Regions from separate parts of the Zea mays genome. Here region 2 is linked to region 1. A link is a contact called in public Hi-C data. All regions are on one chromosome and are shown on one strand. The core of a region is the stretch at or near the end of the contact, and the rest is flanking DNA. Distances in the headings are between cores, read along the strand shown. Region 1 holds the start of LOC100194186. Region 2 holds the start of LOC100282440.

Region 1 (4,118 bases), core at 1,229-3,728:
AGACCACCGCGTCCTCGCTCAGCAGCACCGATGTCGATGATGGCAACAAGGAGGACGGCTCCGCGAGCACCCCCGAGATCTGCTGCTGCCACTCCCACGCAGCTCTTGCTTGTGAGATCTGTGTGCAGGTTGATGTCCTCGTGGCGCCACGCCGACCTCACCGCCACCAAGCGCGCCACCCATGTCCTCACCGACCTCGCCAAAAACTATAAGAATAGGTGTAGTCACTGTCGGGGTGTACATCCAATTGAGTTTTGAGTTGGTGTTTAGCTTTCCCTTACCAGGGACGGATCAAAGCACCGTAATAAGTGTCGATATAGCTCTTTCAATTGCGCCTATTGTTTTGTGCGGGCTATATGGATCAAGGAACCCTCTTTGCAGCAGAGGTTTGTTTTGTGTTCTGCTGCTAGTAGTCGCATGTCAGTTTAATCTTTTGAGTTCTGGAAGCTGTTGGTCCCTTAGGTGTTTGGGAGATCCTTTTGAATCGAAGCACACACACTCAGGTGCTATGACCTTTGGCATTTCATAGTTGCATATTTAACTGGTGTGCGAAGAGCACCAGGATAGCACCCTTGCAGCAGGAACTTACTTTTGGTTGCTTTTCTGTTGCCTGTCATATCCCGATATTTGTTTCCTGCAAATTTACTTTGTTTAATTGTATTCTATTGATTTTACAGCTTTTGTACTTGTACAGTTACATTGTCATCTGGTTTCTATTGCACGTGTAGCTGATTAGTTGTAGTCACTATCTTGCAAGCATAGATATTAGGGAGGTATTATGTCCAGTCAAGTTTTGTGTTGGCTATGTGTAGCGAATTAGGATTGCTTTTCCTGGGATGGATCAGAGCACATGTACTGTGGCGATATAGTTGTTTCAATAGTATAGTTGCCAAATTTTATGTGTGTGCTATATAGACCAGGGAACCCACTTAGAAGCAGAAAATTTTCTGTGTGCGCGCGAAATTTTCTGTGTGTGCTAACAAATTGCAGGCAACCATCTTAACAACAAAAGAGGCTCGTACAATAGCAGAGATGATGCTAAACCACTTGTGCATGCAAAGTATCAAAAAGGAGACCAGACACATGTTGATGAAACATCTAAAAAGGTAAGCAACTTGAACCACTGTTTTCTTTTCTTGTTTCCCATGAGAAATCAACATATGTTATCCACAGATCTTTTACATGGACCCTGTAGTTATTTTTTTCCTTATCGTTTTTAGTCAAGTTTTCTGATGGGAAAGTTAAGTATACCTAATCCCCCCCAAAAAAAACACCCACCCACCAAAACACATGCACACAACCAAAAAACAAACAAAGAATTAAAAAATTTGTATGTTACACTATTAGTCTGCTTGTGGTGTTGTTTTGGTAATTGCTGGTGTACTTAGCTGAACTTTTGTTTCATTACTATAGTTTTGATCCTTGTCCTTTTGTTTGTGTTATAGCATCCATGCTGCTTTGATCTAAAATATACTGTTGAAAAAGCAAAACTTTAACTGGAGTTTGAATTCCATTTAAATCATGCTATTTGGCATATCGATTGATCCCTACTACATAGATCAAATTATGTAGGCATTTCATACGAATTATTGTTTAAACGCAACCATCAACCCACGCTCTTGGAATGATTTTTTTTCTTACAATAAGTTTTGGCATTTAGGTCCTGGAATCTGAATGCACAAATGTGGAGACCTTATAGAAAAGGGCACAAGCACACATGCATCTTGCTGATCTTGATTTGGCGGAGGCAGACATCAAGAAAGCTCTAGATAAACTACAGATCCAGACATGTTAATCATATGTACTACTGAAGTTGGCTTAATGAAATCTTTTGAGAATAACTTGCCTATTTAACTTGTGTCCTTTTTGATGGTGGCGTTGTTTGTTAGCTACAAAATCATCAATCAAAGATTGTAATTATATCATATCACTGTTTTCTATTAATTTTTAAGCTGCCGTAGCAAGGCACGGGCATCCTACTAGTTCCCGTATATGGTACAAAATGCAACATTCGTCTCAGGATTTATGTTTCTCGACTATGGTGACAGGCCTGTTTTCATCCTTCTTTCTTCGTTGTCTTGTATTCTTTTTGTCAAGTTGGGCATCCAAGTATCTGCCAATGTATACAAAAGAAATGAAGTGTTATAAAGGGTTTGTATCCTGCTTGCCTGAATTTGGGAAATCTATCAATTGCATCAGCTGGTAAAACAAGAATTGACTCGAAATTTGGATACTGGTTGAAAGAACCAAATGGTCTAAAAGGGTTGAGTTGGACTAAAAACGTTCAAACCAAAAAAACCGTGGCAACGCATATACCTAATATACACAGATTTCTTCATCATATCTGCCTGCGTCCCTATCCCTCCGTGGCCGATCGGCGGCCGCCGAACTACTGCACTACAGCAGCGGAAGGGGCTCGTACCGTCGCATGTATACGGCAGCCGACCAACCAACCAACTCCCCGGCAGCCGCAAATCCTTCCGTCCCACCGGGAAACATCCCTCTCCCTCTGACGCTGCTGCTACTCACCCTCTCGGATCCCTTTCCACCCCACCTCCCAGATGCGGCTGGCGACGACAGCGCCGGCGCCTCCGCCTCCGGATCCGTTGATCTAGTTGCTGCTGCTTGATTGGGGTTAGGAGGAGGTGGAAGAGGAGGGAATAGGAGATGTTGTTCTGGAAGGACGGCGGCGGTACTGGTGGCGGCAACGGACGGGACCTTAGCGGCGGGCCGCCCTGCGGCCAGGTTCGTGTACTCGTCGTTGGCGACTCAGGTCAGTCTGCCTCATGGGCTAGATAGTGAGTTGGTTTGGCTTAGTGGGATTTAACTTAATTGCGGCTAGATTATAGGCTCACGGGCCAACCAAGTATCGGCACTCTTATTCAGTGTATCATTTCTTCGATGTCTTGCTTACAGTTTAATTCGTGGATTCTCATTTCCATCCTAGACGGACATGTTCCGCAGACTATTCATGTTTAATTTATTATGGACAAAACTTGTAGCCAACTCATAAGAACACCCCCAGGTATACTACAGCTAGTTCTTTCGTGTATTAAGATCCGAGAAAGTCTCGTGAGATATACTTTCACCACTAATTTCCTATACAATATGTTACCAATTACTGCAAACCAATATCTTACTAAAAAAACATGTGGAATACAAATCTACCGATGTATCTTTTGCGCACTTAACATACAAATTTGTAATACACCCTACATTTTGAAATGGAGGAAGCACTTGAAATACAATCTGTGTCATGCTCTGCTGTGGGACAGAATAATGTTTGCGTCCAGAGATTATTAGCATGAGATGACTTTACCAGAAGAATTTAATGAACCTTTATCATATAGTAGCTATGAAATGATTTGAGTACCACCACAATATCTTTTTTTAGGACAGCTTGGATCATCTGTAGGCTATAAGGCCTCAGATCAGAATGTGTGAAATTTATCCTTTCCTGCTTTTAGAAAGCTATTATTAACATGTAAATGAATTCAACAACCTGATTTCTCAGCAATGCCAGAGTGACTTTCTAATGAAATCGAGAACTTGATTTGTAATTAGTCATTTGAGTAGCTCTTCCCCCCTCCCATCAGTATGAAATGAAATTCTAAATTTACACCACTTGAATAGCAACTGTTTCTTGGACTCTTGTGCCTTTCTTTGTGTGTGCCTTTTCAGCCTTAAAAAGCCGTATCCTTTTAGGAGTTGCCCCTTTCATATACTTGCGTCTAAACTTTGTGAGGCCAAACATAGTTTTTCCTTGTACCTCATGAAAATTCTCTGCTTTCTTATTCTCTTGTTGACAGGAGGCAAGGCCAAAATAATTGGAATTGTCTAGGGAATGTTTGGAAATTACAGATCCTGGCATATATTATGGCTAAATTATAGTTGTTTATAGGTTCATGAGCCAACCAAGAAACAGCACTCTAATTCAGGGGGCACTTCTCAGTTCTATTAGTCTCTGCTTCCTTACCAAAGGGACATGTTCTGCAGATTATTCTGGTTTATTTTGTGAGCTAAGCATGTAAATAACTCCTGGAACTCTCTGCATGTTTGAGCCACGTTCACCATTCAAGTTAAAATGCAATACTTATAACGGAAGCAGTGTCATGCTT
Region 2 (4,319 bases), core at 884-3,383, 190 kb before region 1:
AGTGGCACATTATCGCCTAGGCAACGCCTACGGCCTAGGCATCCAGGCAGACCCAACACTTGCCTCACCTTTGAACCCATGCAACAGCATTGAGTAATTCATCATTAAGCACTTTAGAATTGTGAACCTAGCATGAACTCTAATCTAACATGTCCTTACATGGCGTGCCTTGTAGACAAAACATAAAGAGGTTGATAGATTCCAAACTTGTAGACACAAAACAAAGCCAATCAGTCTGGTTGAATTGTCATCACCAGCATAGGTGCCATGTCTAAGGGATCACTTCACCAGAACAGAACAAAAAAATTTGGTATATTCCTTCTACCAACTCGAGTTTGGCTTACATGAACAAAAAATGAAGTCATTTTTTTAAATGGTTTACCATTCTGAAGCTTGTTTGACTACTAATAGAACTTAAACACCACTGGTCACTTGTACTGTCTCAAATTAAGATGTATTACATTGTTGCCAAGTAAATTCCAATACTATAGCACTCTTTAGGAATTAGGAGTGTAAGATTCCCGGTGAAATACTTCATTGCCACAATAGACCAATATTCTAGTCTCCAGTTAATCTAATTTTTTCTGCAAATGATTTCAACAAAATATATTAGAAATGTAACTCACACCATCTGGTTAGTATTTTCCCGAAGCACAAATACACTGTATGAACAAAAAATGGCTGATATCACCTCAAAAAATTGTTCAATCATCACAATACATTACCATAAATGCCATTTGAGTGATATATCTCTTTTCTCGTGCCACTGGTTTCTTCCTCCATCTGTCCATCATAATCTACCTCTAATGGTCAGGCTCTATCGCGACCAAATCTGAGTGAGTGTTTTTTTTCCTTTTGTTTAGCTTAGGTCATTTCCAAGGGGCAGAAAAAGTGCCACTTATCCAATGCAGTAGATTCTTAAAGTTAAAAAGAAACATTAATTTAATTGTCATGTGCTCTAGCAGTAATCTTTCAGATCCTTTATCAAGTGGAAGAGCTTAGAAGTTATTGAGCCAGCAACTACTGTTTTTGGTGACACTATATATACTAGTAGAATATAGATTTAGAATCACCACATGTTTATACTGTCATTACACCGAATCTCAACTATGCAATGTTTTTAAAACAAATTGTGATCCACTGCGCAAGGCCAACCTTTGTAAAGTTATAAGTTTTTTGTTTATTTGAGTGAGCAAATCATCACATCCTCCAAGTTATATTGGCCTAGTTCAACAAGCAAGTGATTGCTCTTCCATAATAATGCCCAGGCAGTCAGTGTCATCTAGTAACACCTATTCTTGCATGAACTATGGCTATTGGTTGCCACTCCAGTGTCCCAAAAAGAGAGAGATTCTGATATTTGCCATCAGCAACAAACAGGTTTGTAAAATTGTCATCAGACCCACATTTCATAGACCCAGCTGGACCCACAATTCATAGACACAGTGGTAATTATAACAAGAAGACAATCTTGTGAGTGGCAAAAAACCAATTATCTCCCCAAAAAGATGAGCGGCAAACTTGAATCAGCAATCATCTAAATTTCTAAAGTGAATGTCGCCATATATGATTACATCTACAATGAATTTTGATTCATATACCCACCCCCATCATATTATATTCCCAAAACCAACACAAAGGTCAACAAAGTTCAGCTCATTGATTCTGAAGACTCTTCAGACATCCCAATGCCTCAACCCCCGAACTATTACCGCCATCGGCACAACCGAACCCTAGGTCGCCAGCGCAAAGGTACCTGTCGCGAGGTCATGCCATCGAACGCCCTCTCGACTCCCGCTGCGCGCGCAGGTAAAGAATAATAAAGCGGAGAAGTGGATCCGTACCCGGATGAGCCTGGTGATGGGCGCGGAGCAGACGAGGCAGCGGGCACGGGAGCGTGCCATGGACTTCCCGCAGTCACTGCAGAGAGTGGTGTGCTTGCACCCCGTGCCGTAGAGATCCGACGTGTTGCCGCAGCCCTCGCAAGCCATCTTGAGCACCAGGTCCGCGCTCCCCATCGCGTTTGCAAGCGCCTGTGCTGCGGCTCCGACGGGCGAACTTGTAGCTTCGGCTTCTCCGGCGTCAGCGAGGATGCCGTGTTTCCTGTAGAGAAAATTGGATTTATGCCATTATGAAACTTAGGATTCGCTCAAATACTATTATAAGCTAAGAGAGTAAGAGACCACTATCAAACGTTGTATTACAGACAAAATACTATTTAGGGGTTATTTGAAACTTAACCTTATTTGATTATATTGGAAGCCCCGATTGGAGACGTCCGGAAGACGGGAGGCGGAGAGGTATGACGTGACGGAGTTTCGTCGTCGAACTCCACCGGCGCCCTGAACCTTCAGCTCGGCCTGCGGGAGGACGCTGGGAGCTTTGGCTGCGGCGGGGCAGGAGCCGGTCGTTAGGCCGAGCAGGCGGGTGCGGTCCGGATCACCGGAGGCGCTGGGGGAGGGCCGGGCGGCGGTGGGACTGCCAACGGAGGCGTGAGCTACCCGATGTGCCAGGTGGATGACTGCCAAGCGGATCTGACCAGCGCCCGCCAGTGGAGCTCGCCGAGCGTCGGTGGACCGTCGCTGGTGGAGGGAGAGCGCCAAGCACCGGTGGAGGAGAGCGACGTCGCCGTCGGTTTTGGTGGAAGGGACAGAGGATAGAGAAGAGAGCGTCGTCGGGTTTGAGATGTCGGCGCTTTTGGTTCGAGGGACAAAAGTGTACCGTCACTGGCTGTCAATATAATCAAATAAGGTTAAGTTTTAAATAACTTTTTAAATGGTATTTTATCTGTAAGACAACGTTTGATAATGATTTTTTAGTGAAGCGTGTTTTTATAATGGCATTTGAGCGAATCCTAAGTTTCATAATGGCATAAATCTAATTTTCTCGTTCTGTGGCCGTCCCATAAGTTCGGTTCCTGTCGAATGCGATTTGGGAACGGAAATGAAGAAATGTTTATTATTATTGTTGTTGTTACTACTACTACTACTCACTCCACATGATTTAAGTCATTTTGAATTTGTTTTAAATTAATTAGTATCAACTTTGACTAATTATATCGGATATTTGATAAGATTTTACAACACAAAAGTAAATTTTCTAGATTTATCATGATTTAAACTACAATAATATATTAAAGTAAGTTAATCTTAAAAATATTGTGGTCAAAGTTTAAATAGTTTAACTTAAAATAAATCTAAAACGACCAAATTATATGGACAGAGGGAATACTACTACTATTGTTATTATTGTTGTTATTATTATTATATAGGGGCGGTAATGAGCTTTGTTATAATCGGGTTCTATTACTATCATTTTTATATTAAAATTAATTAAGGGGATAAACAAATCATGAAAAAATATTCGAATCATAATCCATTATCGCCATTAGGGTCCGTTCGTTTCTATAGGATTGGACTAAGAATTGTTCCTGTTAATTAAAACTTATACAAATTAGAGAAGCAATCTGGACCAAAACCGTTCTAGTCTTCTATTCTCTATCAACCGAACGGGCCCTTAGTTGTATCCGATACACTTGGATCCAAACTCTTAAAATTAGAAAAAAAAAAAAAGAAACCTACATTCGAACTTGCCCGGCTAATTCTAAACCGGTTTTAAGCATCCAGTTTGGTGGTATTTAGATGGACCAAACTCAGCTTTTAATAGTTCGTAAAGTTTTAGTACCTGTTTTTCTAATTTTGACAGTTTGAAGATAATATGTTGAGATGCATTTTACTTTTGTCCTAAATTATACGATAGTACAATTATATAATGACATTAATACGCATATCTAATATATGCTAATTTTACGTTTAACCTCTCATATCTCATCTTTCATCTCTTTAATCCTTACTCTAATAGCTTGCCAAAACACCCAAAAATGCCTAACAAATTTTCATCCTATCATCTCTGGGTTAGGCTGTGACCAACAGATCGTGTATATCTCTATCTCTATTATTATAAAGCATCAATTTTCTGGTTCAATGGTTCTACGGTCACAATTTTATAAAAACACTACTCAAATTTGTTTCAATCAACACACGCCGTGTATGTAGGGGTGGTAATGGATCATGGCTCTAATATTTGCTTCACAAACCAACAAGACCCTTAATTTTGTTAGTTCAAAATTATATTGTTTTATGATCCGACTCTAACTTGATTCGATCCTTAAATTTATTAGGCTAAATTAAATGGCCCGTTACCACCCCTACGTGCATGACACAGCCGTCGTCCCCCATTAATGATGGTGGCATCGATATCTTCCTATCTCGGCTAACAAAAAAAAAGAATAAATCTTGGCCTTGTATAAATGCCGACAC

What was found. A called contact is a pair of places that touch in the nucleus more often than the background predicts.
Region 2: a contact with region 1 is called in a Hi-C map of ear, with 2.2 times the contacts expected there. The contact joins the promoter of LOC100282440 here to the promoter of LOC100194186 in region 1. A contact is called at or near these places in 8 of 25 Hi-C or Micro-C datasets (bundle sheath, ear, endosperm and 3 more).

What each region holds. Positions count from the first base shown.
Region 1 is chr5:41,378,647-41,382,764 of Zm-B73-REFERENCE-NAM-5.0, reverse strand. It overlaps LOC100194186, which reads left to right and starts at 2,478. Exons shown (of 7, transcript NM_001139233.1): 1 at 2,478-2,773. The coding sequence starts at 2,668. It also overlaps the pseudogene LOC100383530.
Region 2 is chr5:41,564,231-41,568,549 of Zm-B73-REFERENCE-NAM-5.0, reverse strand. LOC100282440 reads right to left here and starts at 2,133. Exons shown (of 9, transcript NM_001155351.1): 1 at 1,845-2,133. The coding sequence starts at 2,018.